Regions from separate parts of the Mus musculus genome. Here regions 1 and 2 are each linked to region 3. The links are chromatin contacts, called in public HiCAR-type and HiChIP or PLAC-seq maps. All regions are on one chromosome and are shown on one strand. The core of a region is the stretch at or near the end of the contact, and the rest is flanking DNA. Distances in the headings are between cores, read along the strand shown.

Region 1 (2,803 bases), core at 96-2,595, 1.3 Mb before region 3:
TGAGTTCCAGGACAGCCAGGGCTATACAGAGAAACCCTGCCTGGAAAAAACCTAACAAACAAACAAACAAACAAACAAACAAACATGTCTGAAAAGAGCACTTAGCGATGCATCTATGTGCAGCTAGTTCTTTTACTTTTTTTTTTTTTTTTTTTTTTTTTTTTTTGGTTTTTCGAGACAGGGTTTCTCTTTTAGCCCTGGCTGTCCTGGAACTCACTCTGTAGACCAGGCTGGCCTCGAACTCAGAGATCCGCCTGCCTCTGCCTCCAGAGTGCTGGGATTAAAGGCGTGTGCCACCACCACCTGGCTGTGTAGCTAGTTCTTAATGCTTCCATTATTTGTTTTAGACATAAAAATTATGAAGTAATGAAGTCATTATTTCCTAAGATACATTCTAACTACAGTGATTTGTGACTTGTGAACCTGCCTTTGCAAACACCTTTAAAAAAAGATTATTTATTTTATGTATATTAGTACACGGTAGCTGTACAGATGGTTGTGAGCCATTATGTGGTTTCTGGGGTTTGAACTCAGGACCTCTGCTCACTCTGGCCCTGCTTGCCCCGGCCCAAAGATTTATTTATTATTATATGTCAATGCACTGTAGCTATCTTCAGACACACCAAAAGAGGGCATCAGATCTCAATATGGATGGTTGTGAGCCACCATGTGGTTGCTGGGATTTGAACTCAGGACCTTTGAAAGAACAGTCAGTGCTTTTAACTGCTGAGCCATCTCTCCAGCCCTACAAATACCTTTTTTATGGGAATTTAGCCACACCCATTTGCTTATTCACTGTCTGGAAAGTTGAGTCATTCTGGAGTTGACATAGTTAGTATATGACCCCTGTTTCCTGAAGTACTTAAATGTCTGGATCTTTTCAGGAAAGGTTTGTGGAACTCTGGTCCAAGTCAAACATCTCAAAGAAAAGCATCATAGAACACGTAGACAGAGGAAATGCCTCTCTTAGCAAACCAGGCTATAGTACATGCTCTTTGGTCAGACCTTTGACATAGGACATACCAGCAGGCTCCAATTAAGAAGGCTGAAACTTACCCAGAGTGGACACTGAGGAGGAGTAGAGCTGGAAAACCTGGGTGATAGCCTCGGATTCCCCTGGCTCTGAACCGGAGCTCTGGGCAATCAATCCCCTTAACCACGCTGAGCCCTCACTCCCTTATTGGAAAAACACCGAATCTGCCCAAGCCTTTCCGAGGTACTGCTTGGCGTATGTTTTTCTTTTCTTCTGTTTCTTTTTAAAATTCTTCTCTCATATGTAAGTGTCCCCTCTCTCCCCTCCTGCCAGCACCGTTTGATAGTTCGTGTTCATTCATGCTTCAGTAACCTGTACAGCGCAGAGCAGGATGGTTCCAGTTTTGTGAGGCTGCCTGCTGACCTCTGAGCCTTTGCCTGCTTGGCTGTGGCGGTTTATGTCCGTGTGTGCTGGGGCTGGCTTTGTTGTTGTTGTTCGGCTGGCTGCTGATGCATTGACTTTTGTTTCTAGCGTGACCTGCGTATACAGCCTGGATAAAGAGCCTCACTCTTAGCCTCCCAATTACTTCCTTATTGTTCGTGTTTGCTTGTGGCTTTAACAGCAATATCCATAATCACACTTGGCCTTAAGCACTAACCAGATGTCTGTCTGTTGAAAACCTGACACGGTGTGGAGACTCTTTGAACGCTATGCTCCCCTGAATCCGTTGCTCCCGACCTCTAATTTTGATAGCCATATTTGGATAGTTAAGGTTTCTAGTTTTTTCTTCCACTTTTCAGATAATGGCCATCAGGTTGCTGATCAAAATAGCACAGCTCAGTAGTATTCATAGTGCCAGCTGGTTGGCTGTTGACAAGTCACTTAATGCCTCTAGACTGGGCTTCTGAACCCGTGACTAGTAATCACAGCTCTCCAAGGATTGTTCTGAGCTAAGTGAATAGCTTCCGGTAAGTGCTTAATGCACGCCTGTGGCCTCTCTGTCCCCAATCACTCCTTGTCATAATATTTCCAGGCTTGACAAGCGGAAGTAGTTTTGGCTATCAGTGGAGATAAACACTGAGCCCTTCACTGAACTAAGCTGTTGTATTCAGAGAGTTTTTAAATTGTCAGAAGCACCCGCTTTAGTACGTGCCTGTCAAGGATATTTTAAAGAAGTTGTATTTCCAACTGGATATCTCAGGAAACCAAATAAAGCAGAAAGTTGCATAGTACAAATAAAAAAAGCATGTCTTCATAAACGGCTTAAGGCCATTGCCCAGATGCAGCTTGAATGGAGGAAATGCATGGTGGAGTTAAGGTTGAAGTACAATTCCTTGGTGTGACTCACTAGACACTGGAAACCCCAGTCCACATTTTTCCTATTCCCTCTTGGTTAGAAAAATTTACATTACAGTAGTGTTACACTTTTGTGGCCATTTTCTTAAAACAACAAAAAAAATTATTTTATTGTGTAATCTTGGGGCAGTTCCCAGATTTTAAAATTGGGTTCCAAGATTGGAAGGGATTGTTTGCCCCCCCCCCCCCAATTCTTAGAAGTTTGACATTATGATTAAAATGAACTATTTTTGGTTTCTATACTTGAGTGGCCTGACTGGGAGTAACTTATGATGTATCTGAAATGCAAGGAAAACAAATTTTTTTGGTAACTAAAAGATGGCATCTAATAAAGGAAGAATTAAAAAAAAAAAAAAAAAAAAAAACCAAACCTGAGCTGCCTCTCTATTCTGGGTGTAGTATTGCTCATGATTAAAGTTAGCTTAAATTAATTGGCCAGTTACTTAGATCAGAATCAGTCACTTTTCCTGAGAC
Region 2 (2,700 bases), core at 104-2,603, 1.3 Mb before region 3:
CCTCTGACCTTGAAAGTTTCACATAAATAATAACTTCTATTGAGAGGTTTTTTTTTTTTCTTTCTCACCCAAATTTATTTTTTACTAATATCCAAGTTGAAGTTTTATTTGGAGTAGAAAACTGCTCGAGGAAGGTTTTTTTTTGGTTTTTTTTGTTTTTTGTTTTTTGTTTTTTGGTTTTTTTTTTTTGGTTTTTCAAGACAGAGTTTCTCTGTTTAATCCTGGCTGTCCTGGAACTCACCCTGTAGACCTGGCTGGCCTCGAACTCAGAAATCCACCTGCCGCTGCCTCCCGAGTGCTGGGATTAAAGGTGTGCACCACCACCGCCCGGCGGGATGACATTGTTTTGACAGCTTGTTTTAGCAAACAAAAACCAACAAATTCTCTAAGGACCCAAATCATCTAGTTATTTACAGAACCCATAGTAATGAATAGGAACCCAATGGCCGAAAACACGTTTGACTTCTAAGTAGAAGCTTCTCTCGTATTTCTTTTGGATATTTCAGCATTTCTCATTTAAAAAGAGTGGTATAATCTAGTCCAAAAGATGTTCTTTAGTCATAAAGAGAAGAGAAAAAACTATCTGTTTTAGGGTACCAGGGTATCTTCATCTTAAAATTCAGCATAATGTTAATGATAGTTTAGTTCTCCAGCAAGCTGAACCCTCATGTCTGGGCAGTGGCTTGTGAAACACTCTGGAGAGCATTCGATACTCACACTGACTGGGTGCTCCTGTTACGGCTTCTGCCCTGAAGGAAACATGCCCTCCTGGGAGTTTGGTGGGGCACAAAGAACATATTTTGGAAGATTGTAAAAAAAAAAAAAAAAAAAAAAAAAAGAGGGTTTAATTTTCAAGTCTCTAGTGATTTGCTTCATGATTTTATATTTATTTTTATTAGTTTTAAAATAGAGTTTCTCTGTGTAGTCCTGGCTGTCTTAGAACTTGATTTGTGTATTAGCCTTGAACTCACGGAAGATCTGCTTGTCTCTGCTGGGATTCAAAGCAGGCCACTGTGCACCCCCCCCCCCAAGTTTATTTGGGTAATATGAGCCAGTTGTCCAACACATTTGAGGTAAAAAAAAAACAAAAAACAAAAAACAAACCAAAACAAACAAACAAAAAAAAACCCCCCAAAAAACAATGTTTCTTCCAGCCCTGGAATCCCCGATCTGTATTTTATTTCCTTTTTAAGAGTGGCAACACAGTCCAGCAGTCTGGGTGGTTCAGCATAGTGACAGCGGGACAGCAGCGACTTCGGGGCTGTGACTCAAAATATTTACTTCCCTCATGTGTTCCAGAGTGGCTGCCAGTCCCCGCCAGGTCCTGAATGAGCTGCCTGTGGGTTTGTTTGGAGAGCGGCCTTTCCTTGCTTTCTCCCGCCCACTCTATTCACACTTCCTTTCAGCGGGGCCACTGTCTGATGTGGACTCTAGTATTTTAAGACTTGGGCTCTTAGTGAAGACAAACTTCCTTTGCAGCAAGCTTCTTGAAAGGATGGAGATCTGGAGTCGTGGCTGTTGAAGCTGGAGGCAGTTAGATGTAGTAGATGGCGTGTATATGTGTGCATTTTTATGATTATTGACTTAACTTTGGGTGTTACTATAGGCCAGTGCATATATCAGCTGTATTTAGTAATGTAATTGGACATTTGGTGAAGATTTGTGTGTTTGGGTGTTTCGCCTGCATGTATGTCAGTGCATCACGTGTAGGAACTTCAACCATTGGATCCCCTAGAACTGAAACCACAGATGGTCATGACCCGCCATGTGGGTGCCATGTGGGTGCTAGGAATCAAACTGGATCCTCTGGAAATGCAGCCAGTGCTTTAAAGTGTGTCACCTCTCCAGCTTTGGAACTGAAAACATTGATGCATGGTGCTTTAAGGCATGGCTGTTGATTCTGAACACTCCTCCACTTCAGAGAAGCTCTATGTTGTTTTGGAATGAGTGCCCTTCCTGCTGCCCTACTTCCTCTAAGGTAGTAGTTTTCAGTTGAGACCTCTTTGGCAACTCTTATCTTTAAAAGTACTTATACTACAATTCAGAGCAGTAGCAAAATTATGATTACGAAGTAGCAGTGAAACAGGTTTATGGTTGGGGGGTCACTACAACATGAAGAACTGTATTAAAGAGTCACAGTATTAGCAAGGTTGGGGACCAACTATATTAAGGGTCACAGGTCAGGCAAGTTGAGCACCACTGCCCTAAGGAAGCCAGGCCTTTTAATATTTAATGTAATGTAATTTATTTATTTATGTTTTGAAGACAGGGGTTCTACTTGCTTGAACAGGCAGCCCTCAGACTCTTGATTTACCAGCCTCGGTGTCCTGAGTGCTGGGGTTACAGACTTGCATCACAATGTCTGCCTTAAATTAGTTTTTAAAATTTCTGCTTACATCCAAAACATATGTCTGATATCTGATGCTTTAAAAACAAAACAAAATGAAAAACCTCTGACCAGTATTCATTTGTTCTTAATAAGTGGTAAATATGTTTTCATATGGAAAAGAACTATGGATTTTAAACTGGTTGATAAGCATAAGACCAAAAATATAGAATTTGCATGTATTTTCTGTGACTTTTCTAGCTTACATTAATCTTGATATCCACAGAGACAAGTCCCTGAGAAGCATTATGGCAGGAAGTATCTTTTTTTCCTTTCCTTCTTTTTTTTGTTTTTTTTTTTGTTTTTTTTTTTTT
Region 3 (2,825 bases), core at 316-2,815:
TGTCACAGCAGGGGTGGGGTCTCCAATCCCGGGCTCCAGATTGCCTGAGATGCAGCTGGCTAGGGCCCTCTGGGACTTATGTTTCATCTGCACTCTGTCTACTGTTTCTATTCTGTTCTCTTACGCGGCATCTCTATCCCAGCTCACCAGCTGCTTTGTATTCTCCAAAGCCCCTTGTAACTGCCCACTCTTGAGTTAGCTCATCTGCCTGAGCCAAGAACTCCACTCTTGAGTGTCTGTCGATTTCTATCTAATAGCACAAATAGGGAGAAAGGGTTCTTGACAGTTCTGTGTCTCCTGGGAGGAAGACACGCATTTCTTACCATCTCCTCCTCTCTGCCCTCCAGCATCTCATTATGTTGTCTAACTTGTTATGTTGCCATGTTTCAAATTCACAATCCTCCTGCCCCAGTCTTTGAGTGTTGTGATTACAGATTTGTAATACTACAAAGCGGAAAGTCGCTTATTTCTAACTCTAGTTGGTTGCAACTCTTCAAGTTGCACAGAAATTACTGAACTCCCTCTCTTTTTAAACCCCGAAGTTATTAAAATCTTTTGTTAGGGTATGTGCTCCTAAGAGGCTGGGCTATTTTAACGATCTTCAACAGTTTTGTCAGATCCTAGAAACGTGCTGCATTAATAGGTTTTCATTATGTCTTAAGCCCAGTTTGACTTAGCTAAATAGTGCTAGCAATGATAGTGGTTAAAGCCACAAGCACCGAATGACAAAACACATTTTTATCTATATCATATCCCAGGACTGAGTTAGCAAGTCAGTGCAGTGATATTTCAGGGAAACTGTGGGCTTATCCTGTCTTTGTGTAGGACATATGCTAGCAATCACTCTAAACCCTGAACCCTCATGATTATAAAAGGCTGATGTTAAAGAGTCTGTGTTCTAGGTTCCAGTTTTGATGGTAATGGACTGACACCCAGTCGCAAATCTTTTGTGGTCTCATTTTTCTCATCTGTAAAATGAGATAAACTCAAGCATCTCTGTCAGACCTGGCTTCAGATTTTGCAAGATGCACTCCGGTGCTATGTGAGGCCATCCGGGCTTCTGCCAACGTAGGCTGATGTGATTTCAAGTAAGTTCTAGCTCAAAGGTAAATCCGACACCACCACTTGAATTTAATGCAGCCATCTGCTAGGCTCTTCCTGAGAACCCACAAATTAGGGATATGGACAGGATAGTGTTGGGGGTAGGTGAACTCACTGCAGAAAGGATCTGATCTACTTGCCAGGGTACAGCTGGAAAGCAAGCACAATCGCCGACACCCGCATCTCCTTTGCAGCTAGTGGGGCTACACCTCTGTATTTTTCTTGTTCAACAGACTCCTTCCCAGATTATTTCACAGGAGGGAGGGGCGTGCATGATTCCAACAAACATACAAACCTGAACACCTAATAAAACCGCATAATTTCCCTTCGGAATCTAGTCTTTGAAGAGCAGCTTGTAACTTTCTAAAGAGTGTTCCCGTTTTCTAGTCAAGAATTCAGCCGCGTGGGATTCCATAGCAAGCCTCTCGCTTTAGCCGACCAGGGGGAGTGCCGACGCTCTAGGCGAATGTACCCGTTGGTCGGCCCGGATGATGCCGTTCTAGCCAAGTCTTCCTCTCTATGGTCCGTGCGCGACTTCCGGTGGCGGGACGCGGGGCTGCGCACGCGGGAAAAGCTTCCCCGGCATCCCTTCCCCCGCATCCCTACCCCCTCCCCTGCGTCCCCCTGCGCCCACCGCCCTCACTGTGCCGTCGCGAGGCTGCAGCTCTTAGAGGTGGGTGGTCGCGATCCCTGGGCCCCTGGTGTGCATGGGCCCCGCTCCCCCGCGGGACGATCGGAATGGATCGATCCGCGTTCAAATTCGCGGGCAATGGGCGAATCCATTTTAAAAGAAGGGGGAGAAACGTAGATTCACGCGGGGCCCCGGGGTGGTGGGGTCTCTGCGATCAGGACACTACCCTCTGAGCGGAGTTGAGGTGCGCTCTCTGAGCGGGTCTCAGGTTCCGCCGATTGTTGCCGTGCCTGTCCGTGGAACGTACCGAGAGGGTGTCGGGTTGGGGTGTAAGCGCCACTATAGGCCTGGTTCTGCACCTAGGGTCCTGGGCCTTGGCCTCAGGAGCCCTGCAGAACGGGTCAGTAAGATCCCCAGGCAGCAAAGAACTTGAGACATACCAGGTACATGGCTGAGCGGAGTAAGGTGGCGTTGTTTCTTGCTTATCAGTCTCCTTCCCGAATTCAGATTCCCACCCTGCTGGACATCTACACAACTAACCAGGAATTGGGGCACAGCATCCAGAGAAGGGTTCGTTTTCTCTGGTGCAGCCTAGGGCTGTGTGCTCAGGCCACCACGGGCAGGTGAACATGGCAGAGACATTGGAGTTCAACGACATCTTCCAGGAGGTGAAAGGGTCCATGGTGAGAATGGCTTGGGCAAAAGAAAGGCAGAGAGGGGGAAAGAGTTCGAATCTATGAACGAAAAGCTTAACTCTGACTACTTTTTTGGAAACAGTGTATCAGTGTGTCCCCCAAGCGAAAACGTGAGCAAAGTCTCAAAGAGTTGCAAGATGTTGAGTTTGTTGAGTTGTATTAGAAAACCAGGAAACTGGGGCCCTTACAGGGTTTCTGATGCCAGAGCCAAGCTTGCAGTCTAGACTTAATGTCTGTTGTGTCTTTTAACTTGATTTCACCACGACCGCTTTTCAATTGATACTCTGGCCATCCTGCATCCCATGGGTAAGGGGTAGAAAGGATCCACTACACACTACCCTGTTCTGATTTTGGGTCTGTATTTTGGGCAGAATGATGGGAGGCTTCGATTGAGCCGT

Evidence for each region. HiCAR-type assays count read pairs that join an accessible place to other places. HiChIP or PLAC-seq counts read pairs in DNA pulled down with a chosen protein or histone mark.
Region 1: a contact with region 3 is called in a HiCAR-type map of astrocytes, with 3 times the contacts expected there. The contact joins the enhancer-like site here to the promoter of Ssrp1 in region 3. A contact is called at or near these places in 2 of 39 promoter capture datasets (liver and pre-B cells) and 2 of 115 datasets of contacts at active chromatin or transcription factors (astrocytes and pancreatic cancer cells).
Region 2: a contact with region 3 is called in an H3K27ac HiChIP or PLAC-seq map of microglia, with 4 times the contacts expected there. The contact joins the enhancer-like site here to the promoter of Ssrp1 in region 3. A contact is called at or near these places in 2 of 39 promoter capture datasets (the C10 cell line and pre-B cells), 4 of 115 datasets of contacts at active chromatin or transcription factors (astrocytes, embryonic stem cells, microglia and 1 more) and 2 of 9 other capture datasets (adipose tissue and liver).

What each region holds. Positions count from the first base shown.
Region 1 is chr2:83,757,951-83,760,753 of GRCm38.p6, forward strand. All of the region lies in intron 4 of Itgav (integrin alpha V), which reads left to right. Among named protein-coding and RNA genes, the nearest start is that of Itgav, 35 kb to the left of the region's middle. Within about 2 kb of position 1,346, at least 124 of the 459 cell types and tissues checked have an H3K27ac peak or open chromatin away from gene starts, as enhancers often do. A contact at or near this core is called in astrocytes and pancreatic cancer cells, where this site is marked.
Region 2 is chr2:83,741,083-83,743,782 of GRCm38.p6, forward strand. The region is part of intron 2 of Itgav (integrin alpha V); the gene reads left to right. Among named protein-coding and RNA genes, the nearest start is that of Itgav, 18 kb to the left of the region's middle. Within about 2 kb of position 1,354, at least 77 of the 459 cell types and tissues checked have an H3K27ac peak or open chromatin away from gene starts, as enhancers often do. A contact at or near this core is called in adipose tissue, microglia and pancreatic cancer cells, where this site is marked.
Region 3 is chr2:85,035,555-85,038,379 of GRCm38.p6, forward strand. It overlaps Ssrp1 (structure specific recognition protein 1), which reads left to right and starts at 1,566. Exons shown (of 17, transcript NM_182990.4): 1 at 1,566-1,774; 2 at 2,240-2,415; 3 at 2,799-2,825. The coding sequence starts at 2,362. P2rx3 (purinergic receptor P2X, ligand-gated ion channel, 3) reads right to left here and starts at 280. Exons shown (of 12, transcript NM_145526.2): 1 at 1-280.